Regions from separate parts of the Mus musculus genome. Here region 1 is linked to region 2. Evidence: chromatin contacts called from public Hi-C data. All regions are on one chromosome and are shown on one strand. Each heading gives the region's core, a stretch centred on a gene start, on an enhancer-like site or on the middle of the called end of the contact. The rest is flanking DNA. Distances are from core to core; before and after follow the strand shown.

The links. Hi-C and Micro-C count contacts between places; a contact is called where the count stands out from the background.
Region 1: a Hi-C map of the N1E-115 cell line shows a contact between it and region 2, with 11 times the contacts expected there. The contact joins two enhancer-like sites. A contact is called at or near these places in 1 of 39 promoter capture datasets (the C10 cell line), 2 of 15 datasets of contacts at CTCF or cohesin (large pre-B cells and pro-B cells), 24 of 484 Hi-C or Micro-C datasets (B cells, the C10 cell line, the N1E-115 cell line and 9 more), 2 of 115 datasets of contacts at active chromatin or transcription factors (differentiating embryonic stem cells and embryonic stem cells) and 4 of 9 other capture datasets (adipose tissue, embryonic stem cells, liver and 1 more).

Annotation. Positions count from the first base shown.
Region 1 is chr2:146,048,949-146,053,776 of GRCm38.p6, forward strand. All of the region lies in intron 17 of Cfap61 (cilia and flagella associated protein 61), which reads left to right. Among named protein-coding and RNA genes, the nearest start is that of Gm34629, 48 kb to the right of the region's middle. Within about 2 kb of position 1,338, at least 9 of the 459 cell types and tissues checked have an H3K27ac peak or open chromatin away from gene starts, as enhancers often do. A contact at or near this core is called in the N1E-115 cell line and cerebellum, where this site is marked.
Region 2 is chr2:145,953,801-145,958,034 of GRCm38.p6, forward strand. The region is part of intron 6 of Cfap61 (cilia and flagella associated protein 61); the gene reads left to right. Among named protein-coding and RNA genes, the nearest start is that of Cfap61, 21 kb to the left of the region's middle. Within about 2 kb of position 2,426, at least 10 of the 459 cell types and tissues checked have an H3K27ac peak or open chromatin away from gene starts, as enhancers often do. A contact at or near this core is called in the N1E-115 cell line and cerebellum, where this site is marked.

The sequences.
Region 1 (4,828 bases), core at 88-2,587, 94 kb after region 2:
TAATCCACACAGTAGACTTGGAAGATTCTCATCCAGTTTGAATGAGCCATCTTGGCGTGTGCATTTACGTTCTGAGCTATTGTCACAAACTTTCATTTAGATGGGTCGCCATAGCTTACCATAGCACTGTAATCCTGAGAAATACTCTCTATCTGCCTGAGTTCGTTGTGCAGACAAACCAATTAAAGATTGGGCAAGTTGCCTTTCTCCTACTTTGGAGGTCTGTGGAGAAGGCATTTTTTTCTTTCCTGTCTGTACCCTAGAGGGATTTTGAGTTGACTTTGTTACTGTCACTGCTCTTGGGAAAGCTGCCAGTATATTTAACAATATATCAATTTTTTGGTTTGTTTTTTGTTTTTTTGAGACAGGGTTTCTCTGTTTAGCCCTGGCTGTCCTGGAACTCACTTTATAAACTAGGCTGGTCTCGAACTCAGAAATCTGCCTGCCTCTGCCTCCCAAGTGCTGGGATTAAAGGCGTGTACCACCACCACCTGGCAATATATCAATTTTTTGTTTAACTTTCATGCATTTGGGTATTTTGCCTTCATGTATGTCTGTGTACCATATGCTTGCAGTACCTTCAAAGGCCAGAAGAGAGTGCTGGATCCCCTGGAGCTGGACTTAGAAACAGTTGGGAGCCTACATGTGGGGGTACTGGGGGAATGAACCCAGGTCCTCTGTAAAGCCATCTGCCCAGCCCCTTACTTACAGAGTTAATGGCGGTGGATGAGGGAGGGGGAAGAATAGTAGGAGCTGCGACTCGCTAGCTAGGATTGGACCTGTAGAGTTTGTAGAGACCTGTCTGTAGAGTTCCTGGAGTGTCTGCGCTTCCTGAGCTTCCTCTTGTGACGGTTAACAATTATTTATAATGCTAAACTCCAGAAATTCGCCTTGGAATCCACTGTGTTTATCATTCACAAGAGCTCTCATGGTCTATTCTAATTATAGTCTTTGTCCTGATTTAGAGTGGTCACAGAATGAAGGTATGCTCTCATCCCCATCTGAGAAACCATGCTTTCAGAGCGTTCAGCGCCGATGTTATTATTATTATTTTTTTCCCTTCTGGTTGTAATGACAGTCTGCTGAAATCTGAACTAACTTCTTTAGGGGCCTCCATTTCTCTGTGTTTGTTTTCTCCACATCTCCTTTTGTCCTTGTACAAGAAAAAACAGCAGTGTATCTAACCCCCCACCCCCAGAGCTAAGTGTTGGCCCACCCTTTCCTGGTACGTGATCTCAGAAAGATGTCACTGGCTGGCATTCAGTTACCCTTTGAATTGCCCCTTTTTATCTGGGCTGCTCTTCCCCAGTCCAGCTATAATTACCATCTGATGGACGGTTACTGGATCCTGTTGCACTTGGGCATCTGCTGCCTTGGGAAATTGCATTATTCTCCCAGCACCTGCTAGGTTTTCCCCAGAGTAATTGTTTCCCAGTCCCTTCCTTAAACGTGGTGACTTTCACTGACAGTAGTCAGACTTCCCTTAGTCATAGTAGTGGTTGAAGTATGTAGTATTTTTTTTAAACAATCAAACAAAGAAACCAACCAACCAACCAGCCAACCAAAATCCACAGTTTTTTATTATCTCCTGAGGAGATGATTCTAAAATTGTAAACCTGTGGTTTTCAGCACCATCTATGCATTGATCCTTATTAATATCACCACAGTGAAGTTTCCTGGACATGAAACAAACCTACTTTCAGTCACTACAGGGGTCTAGTTGGCTTTTCCAGCCCTGTTCTCAGCCTCTTCCTACACATTCATGCTACTCCTGGGAAATACGTTTCCTTAGAATGGCGGGGAACCCTTTCCTCTATGAATTGTAGAGAAATTTGTGTAAATTCCTTCATGGGCTCTTTTTTTCTCAAATAATATACCTTCTGTGTCATTTTCCCCAATGCTCTGACACTCCTTAGTTAAATATAACGTGCTGTGTGTATGCAGGTATCAGAATGGCTTTTAGATCCGAGGTTTGTCCTCATGACTCTCACAAGTCTTTTCCCTCAGACAGTGATGCTGGGCATCCCTCCTGTGGTTACTGTTTGCTGAGATCTGGTTGGTGGTTTCCTGTGAACCCATCTTATGTACCTGTCACACCAGCACTTACTGTTGTGACCATCTTCCTCATAGAGGGGTGTGTGTGTGTGTCGGGTGGGGGTGACTTGTTCAAAGGCTGGTTTATTGACAGATCTTCCCACCAGGCAGCTAATTGCCTAAACTCACTCTTAGCCATGACTTGCAGAGTTTATTAACTAACGTGTAAATCTGACGCCACGGCCATTCTAGGAAACTAGCAAACAGAAAGTAGACAGCTTGACACTAAACTTTTTTAATCCCTCACATCTTTAACACCAGCCACTTAATCAAAAATGTGATCCACAGACTTGCCAGGACCCCCCACCCCCAACTCTAGCCGGTTTCTGCTCTTAGTGTCAATCCCGCACCAGCCTAACTCTGGCTGAGGAGGCTGCGGAGAAGCAGACATCTGGGCCAGACTGGTGTGCTAGGCCTGTTTTGAGACATCAATAGATGGAGGGTGTCTATAATTCCCTCTGTGTTGTATCAGCATGCTGTTACAAGCCTTTCAGAATTGTGGTGGCAGCTGCTATGGAAAGAAGAAAAATATGATCCCATATGGTGGTTATATTACAAACTTCTCAAGATTCAGCTCTATATTGAATGGTGCTCAGCAGTGTTCTTAGCCTATCACAGGAGTGCCTGATGGTTTACTTGAGGAGCTAGCGGCACAACTGACAAATGCTGGGTGGTATTTAGGAGTTAGGCCATGAGAGGATGGCAAAAGGATGAGAATAAGTTGTGAAACCGATTTTTAGTATCTCAGGAGCGTTACCAACTAGCATCAAATCTCATCATTTCACAGAATAAGTGGTTCAGTCACCCTTCGACAAAACTTTAGTGTGATATAAATAAAAGGTAAGTTCAAGAAATAGAATGTAGATCTACACACACACAGAGACACAGAGACACAGACACACACAGACACACACACACACACACACACACACACACACACACACACACACACATGTATGTCTTGGTTACTTTTCCATTGCACGTCTGTCATGAAGGGGAAGTCATAGCCATGGGAGCTGCAGGCAGCTGGCTACATTGCATATTCAACCAAGAAGCAATTGTAATGAGCACCTGTGTTCATCTCACTTTTCCTTTTTTATTTAGTCCAGAATCTCAGCCAAGGAAATGGTACCACTCAGAATGGGGAGGTCTTCCCACCTCAGTTAACCTTATCCAAAAAAGTCCCCACAGGCATGTCCAGAGGCCCATCTCCCAGGTGATAACTGAGATCAGTCACTGAAATACCTTACAAGCCACAGTTTAGTACATTCATGGAATTACAAAACCATCACCACTGCCTACATTTTTAGTATTTTCTCTCTTATCCTTGCTCCTACTTGGAATCTCTATCAACCACCTACTTTCAGTCCCTTGAACTTGCCCGTTTGGGATATTTCATACAACACATGATACTTGGTGAACAGCTTCTTTCACTCATGAGGGCACCCATGCGGTAGCACGTGTCTATACTTTATTCCTCTTTACTGCTAAATATTATATTGTATGGATAATGTCATATTCTGTTTTTATTCAGCTGTTGAAAATTTGAATTGTGTCCACTTTTGGTGAATAACTATGCTATGAAAATTCACGTACTTTGTGTGTGTGTGTGTCTATCTGTTCATTTCACTGTATAGCTTGGAAGTGGAATTGCTGGGTCTTCCCAGAGACTGCTCCATTTTGCAATCTCTCATTTTTAGATTAGATCTAGCATTCTGTCTACGAAATAGTAAAATGCTGTTCCTCTTAAGAACAGGGAAATGGAGTGTACCTGACATTTTTTCTGGTACTCTGAGAAAGCTTCATTCATACACGGGAGACTGTGCAGCTCATGAAGTTTCAGTTACTGTGTTTTTAAAGCAGAAATATTGTTAAAATCCACTTTCTCCTGCCTGTACCTGATCTATCCACCCAGACACAGGCTTCCTTTGATCTCGAAGCAGCATTTAGGGGAGACTGGGCTGCAGATATCCATATGAACCCAAGAGGGAGGCAGAGAGGGCATCTATATGATGCTTTCAGGCCAGAGCTGGTCTTTGTGTCCCAGTGGCTTCTTTAGAGTTTGCTCTTGGGGAGGTAAAGATTGTCAATGCCTACTGCTGGCTTGACTTTGGGTATCTTAAAATACGAGGTGCAGTAAAATGGCAAAGGGGGTGATTAGAGCTACAGATACAAAGAAAATATCATGACAAAAAACTCAGTACAGGTTTCTGGAAAGAAGAAATAGACAAAACCAGCCCCAGCACCCCACTGTCTCTAATTGGCCACTCTGTGTAAATACTGTGGTGTTGAGGGGCCGAGGACACGGTACAGTCAAGTACATGCATTCAAGCATGAGTATCTAAGTTCAATCTTCCGAGCTCATACAAAAGCCAGGTATGATGGCGTGCGCTTGTATCTGAGTTTTAGGGAGACAGATCTCTGGGGGGCTCTCTGGCCAGGCAGGGAGTCTAGCTTAATCCTTGAGTTCCAGGTTCCAGTGGGGAAAAAGTCCCTGTTAAAAAACAAACAAAGAAGCAAAATGAGGTGAGTGTGCCAGAGAAGTGACACCTGAGGGTGACACCTGGCTTTTATGTGCACGTGTGCTCATCCTCCCCCACCACACGCCTTCTCAAGCACACACAAACCCATTCACCACCACCGATGGGCGAGCGTCGTGTGAGTGAGCATGTGCGCATGAGTACGCGCCCCAGTTGACTGTGGGTTTCAGGGCGCCTTGAGACACGTCTTTTCC
Region 2 (4,234 bases), core at 1,176-3,675:
GACTTCACAAACAAGGTGACCCCTTGAATTTGTCTGGGGAGCGGGGAGGGGGATGAATCACAATTCAACCAAAGGAGAGAGTGGGCAAAGGTGCGGAGGCAGGAAGTCCCTGGAATGGCTGTCACCAGGCCGATAGATAGGAGGGTATGGCTGCTTGCTTTTTCATGTGTGGCAGGAAGGGCAGGCCCCTGGGCAGGGACACCCTTAGCTGTTCAGGAAGTCACCTTCTTTAAGGACATTTTATTGATAACATATTCACAAATTGGCGGTTTTGGTTATTTCTTAAAATGAGAAATTCCCATAAATGAAAATTTTAGGATATTTTAGGAAATATAATAGTTATTATAACTTTATCTTAATTTTATTTTTAAAGCTCTCAGTTTTTCCCTGCCATTTTTACTATCTATTTGAAGGGTGGTTTCTCTTAGTTAATATTATTCTCAGATTTAGGGATTAGAATTATTTATAGCTCGGTACACATGCAAGTGCTGTTGACCTCCCTCACGCCCCACCCCCACCCCATATCTGTTCAGCATCCAAGGATTCAATCAAAATACTTCCTGCACAAACAACAGCAAAATGCACCGGCAGGCAGACTGCCTGCTTGCTGTGTGCAAGGTCCTGAATTCAGGCTCGAGTTTTGCAAAGAACTGTGAAACTCAGATAAAAATCCGAACCAAGATCAGAGTCTTGATCTTGCCAGGGATTGAACTCTGGGTTGTCAGCAAGCATCGTTGCTCGCTGTGCCTTCTTACTGGCCCTCCAAAGTTCTTGTTGTTTGGTTTTTGTTTTTGTTTGTTTGTTTGTTTTGTTTTTTACATATAGTTAGTATACTCATTTGGATATTATGAATTATCATTTTCCAGAGGAATAGTAAGACTTACTCATGTTCTCCAAGACATTTTTTTTTCCATTAGAAAAGTTGTTTATAAATACAGTGCTCAAAGTGCCATGCACACGAGCAGCCTATCAAAATGATCCATTTTTTATTCCTTTTAGTAAGGTAATTTCTTTGTGGACATACTCCCTGGTACCCTCCCTCCTGTTGAGGATATAGGTAAACAGGAGAAAAGACAAAAGCTGTCCTCAGTCTAGCACCTGGCTCCTAGGCAGCTGTGATAAAATACCCTGACAAAGCAAATTAAGGGGAAAAGATCCTTCTAGTTCACAGTTGAAGACTACAGCCAGGCGTGGCAAAGTAAGGCAGCAGGGGCTTGAAGCAGTGGTTACACTGTAACAGAAGACAGCAGGAACTCCTGTTACTGCCTGGCTCTCTTTCTAGGTTTATACAATCCAGGATCCCAGTTAGGGAATGGTGCCACCCACTGTGGGCAGGGCTTCCTACCTCCATAAATATAATCAAGATAACCTTCTCCAGCTGTGTCCAGAGACTAACCTAACCTGGATAGTCTCTCACAGCTGTGACCAGAGAGTTACCTTTCAATGATGCTAGAGATATTGTCAAGTTGATAGTACTAACCCTCAATTACAGCAATCGATAGTTCCTATCCCATCTCAATTTCTCCCTTGGCTTCTCATCCTCTCCTTTTCTTTCTTTCTTTTTTCCCATTTTCCTCTCTTAAGACTTTGTAGCATGGGCTATGGCCTTCCAGTGGGGGCCCACAAAGCTAGAAATAAACCTTTAGATAACTTGTCGTGATCATCAGCCTTTGATGGCTTAACTGTTCTGTTTGCTCACACCACAGAAAATCCGAAGGACCAAATCCCAAGGGGGATGTTGTCCCAGTGTAAAGAGACGAGGAGGGGGCATATGCAATAAGAGGAGGGCACAGTAGTGAGTTCAGGTGGAGACAGTGACACAGACAATGCTTTTGCCTGAAGAAGGTATAGAAATGTAGGGCTGGAGAGATGGCTCGGCGGTTAAGAGCACTGACTGCTCTTCCAAAGGTCCTGAGTTCAAATCCCAGCAGCCACATGGTGGCTCACAACCATCTGTAATGAGATCTGACTCCCTCTTCTGGAGTGTCTGAAGACAGCTACAGTGTACTCACATGTATTAAATAAATAAATTAAAGAAAAAAAAAAAGAAATGTAACGTTTTTAAAACCCCCTATCCAAAATGAACAGATTGGAGTTTTAGAACTTGTGGGTCTAAAATCTTGAAACTTTGTGTGGACCCTACCCCCTTAAGAGCACTAGAAACACAAAGGCATTATTGCACAGCGTGGTGGAGTAGGCGTGGCCGCACGCCTCTTAAGCCACCACATTACTCTTATTTTCTCCACATTTGACATCTGTTTCATCAGTAGCCACTTGCACTGATAATTAATGGTGATGAACACAGTTCTTAAGACAGTAAACCAGGGAAGGGTTTGGGGATGTAATTAGCCCTCCGCTATTTAACTAGCAACATATTCAGAACCAAATGAATGAACACCGTAATCCCTTCTCCTGTCTCTTTGATTTAGCCGCGTGGAAAACGATGCTGTAATCTGCCCTTCTACTCAGACACTAATTAAGGAAGTTACTCTTCCCTGTCTTTCATTATGTTGGAAACAAAGCAAAGCTGCTACTGGACACACCTTTAAAAACTACAGTGTGCTCAATTAATCTTCGGTGGTGGACGTGAGATGTTCCCGGCTTAGAAAGACTGGCTTGGCCTTGGAGCGGTGGTGGTAGAGGGGTTTCTTTTCCGGGTCCTTGTGGGTTTAAGGAAGACTAAGTCAAGAGAAGGGTTATATGCTGTCTGGTAGTGTTGTGAAGTAGCTTGAGGTTTCCTGCCTGGCATCCTGCCTATTTAAAGATGACTACAGTTAATCATGTGGACTCAAATAGATGAAAATTTTCTTTATCAGGAGAGAGGAAATCAGGAGCTCTGTAAATGTTTTAGGAGATAAAGATGTGTTCAGATTTGATTGTTACAGTTGCACACTTGTACCAAAATCATCACACACATCTCACAAGTGTGTATCATTTGTATTAATACAAATTTAAGACTTTAACCTTTAAAAGGCAAAAAGAAAACATTTAAAACAAGCTTTTTTGTTTTGTTTTGTTTTTAAAAACGACCTTTCTCAAGGCCAGCTTGGCCCACAAATTAAGTTCCATGAAAGCCAGGGTTGTTACACAAACCCAACCAAACGAAACCAAACCAAAAAACCCAAACAACAACAAAGACCTACCTTTCATTTCCTGAGGCAGTTACTTTTTAATAGACAAAGTTCTGAATGTATGTCCCTGCACCATGTGCATACCTGGTACCAGAAGAAGGCATTGGGTCCACTGGAGCTGGAGTTCCAGATGGTGGTGAGCAATGGTGTAGTTGCTGGGAATTGAACCCGGGTCCTCTGGGAGAGCAGCCAGCACTCCTAACCACTGAGCCACCCCTCCAGCCCCAGAAGTTAGTTTTACGAGACATTTGATGGTCTCACGCTTTTTTCCAGTTTGACTTCTAAGCAGCTCCTGGGGATTTGATGTTTTGACCTCTAAGTTAAGAGGATCCAGGCCCATTTTAAAAGGAAATGTAGAACAATTACAGCATTTAGCCGGGGCTTTTCTTGTGCCCCGGGAAATTTGTCACCAGTCCCCCTGCCAGACATGGTTTGGTGGACAGTCCTCCAGGAGCTGTAGATTGCCTTTGTCAAGATTGGCACATGGACCCCAGCGGTCTGGATGATGGGAACTTACATGGCCTGCTGCATGCTTTGAAGCCCTTCTAATCACTCAGAACGTCTGGAATTTTAAAATCCACCTCACTTAAAAAGATCACATTTTCCAATGATCCGAAGTTAACTGACTCTAAACACCAGTTTTAAAGTTCTAGAAAGGACCATGTAAAGGATGGAAGTTAATTTCCATAAGAAGACCACTAGAGGGCACAAGAGATCTTGGAAAGGAAAGGGTACTTCTCCCGCCTCCGCTGCAAGAGGATGAAAAAGAAACATATAGTTGGCAACAACTTTTATGTTGCCCTGTCCTATGTTGAGACACTGTTCTTGATGAAAGCATGATGTGACAAAGCAAGCTGTATTCTTTAGAACTAAATTGGATTCTTCCTTTTTTTTTTCAAATACACTACAGTAAAATGTATTTGTGACATTTAAAGTAGCAACTTCTTTTAATAGTATATTTTTAAGTCTAACTGGAGAGTGCAGCCTCTTTAGATAAAGAAGAAGCTTTGAGGCCAGCAGAAGGGTCTGGGACGTTTCTTGGACATGCAGGCTGCCTTTGTGCTGTTCTCGCCGAGCTGGGGTAATATTTCCCACCTGAGGAT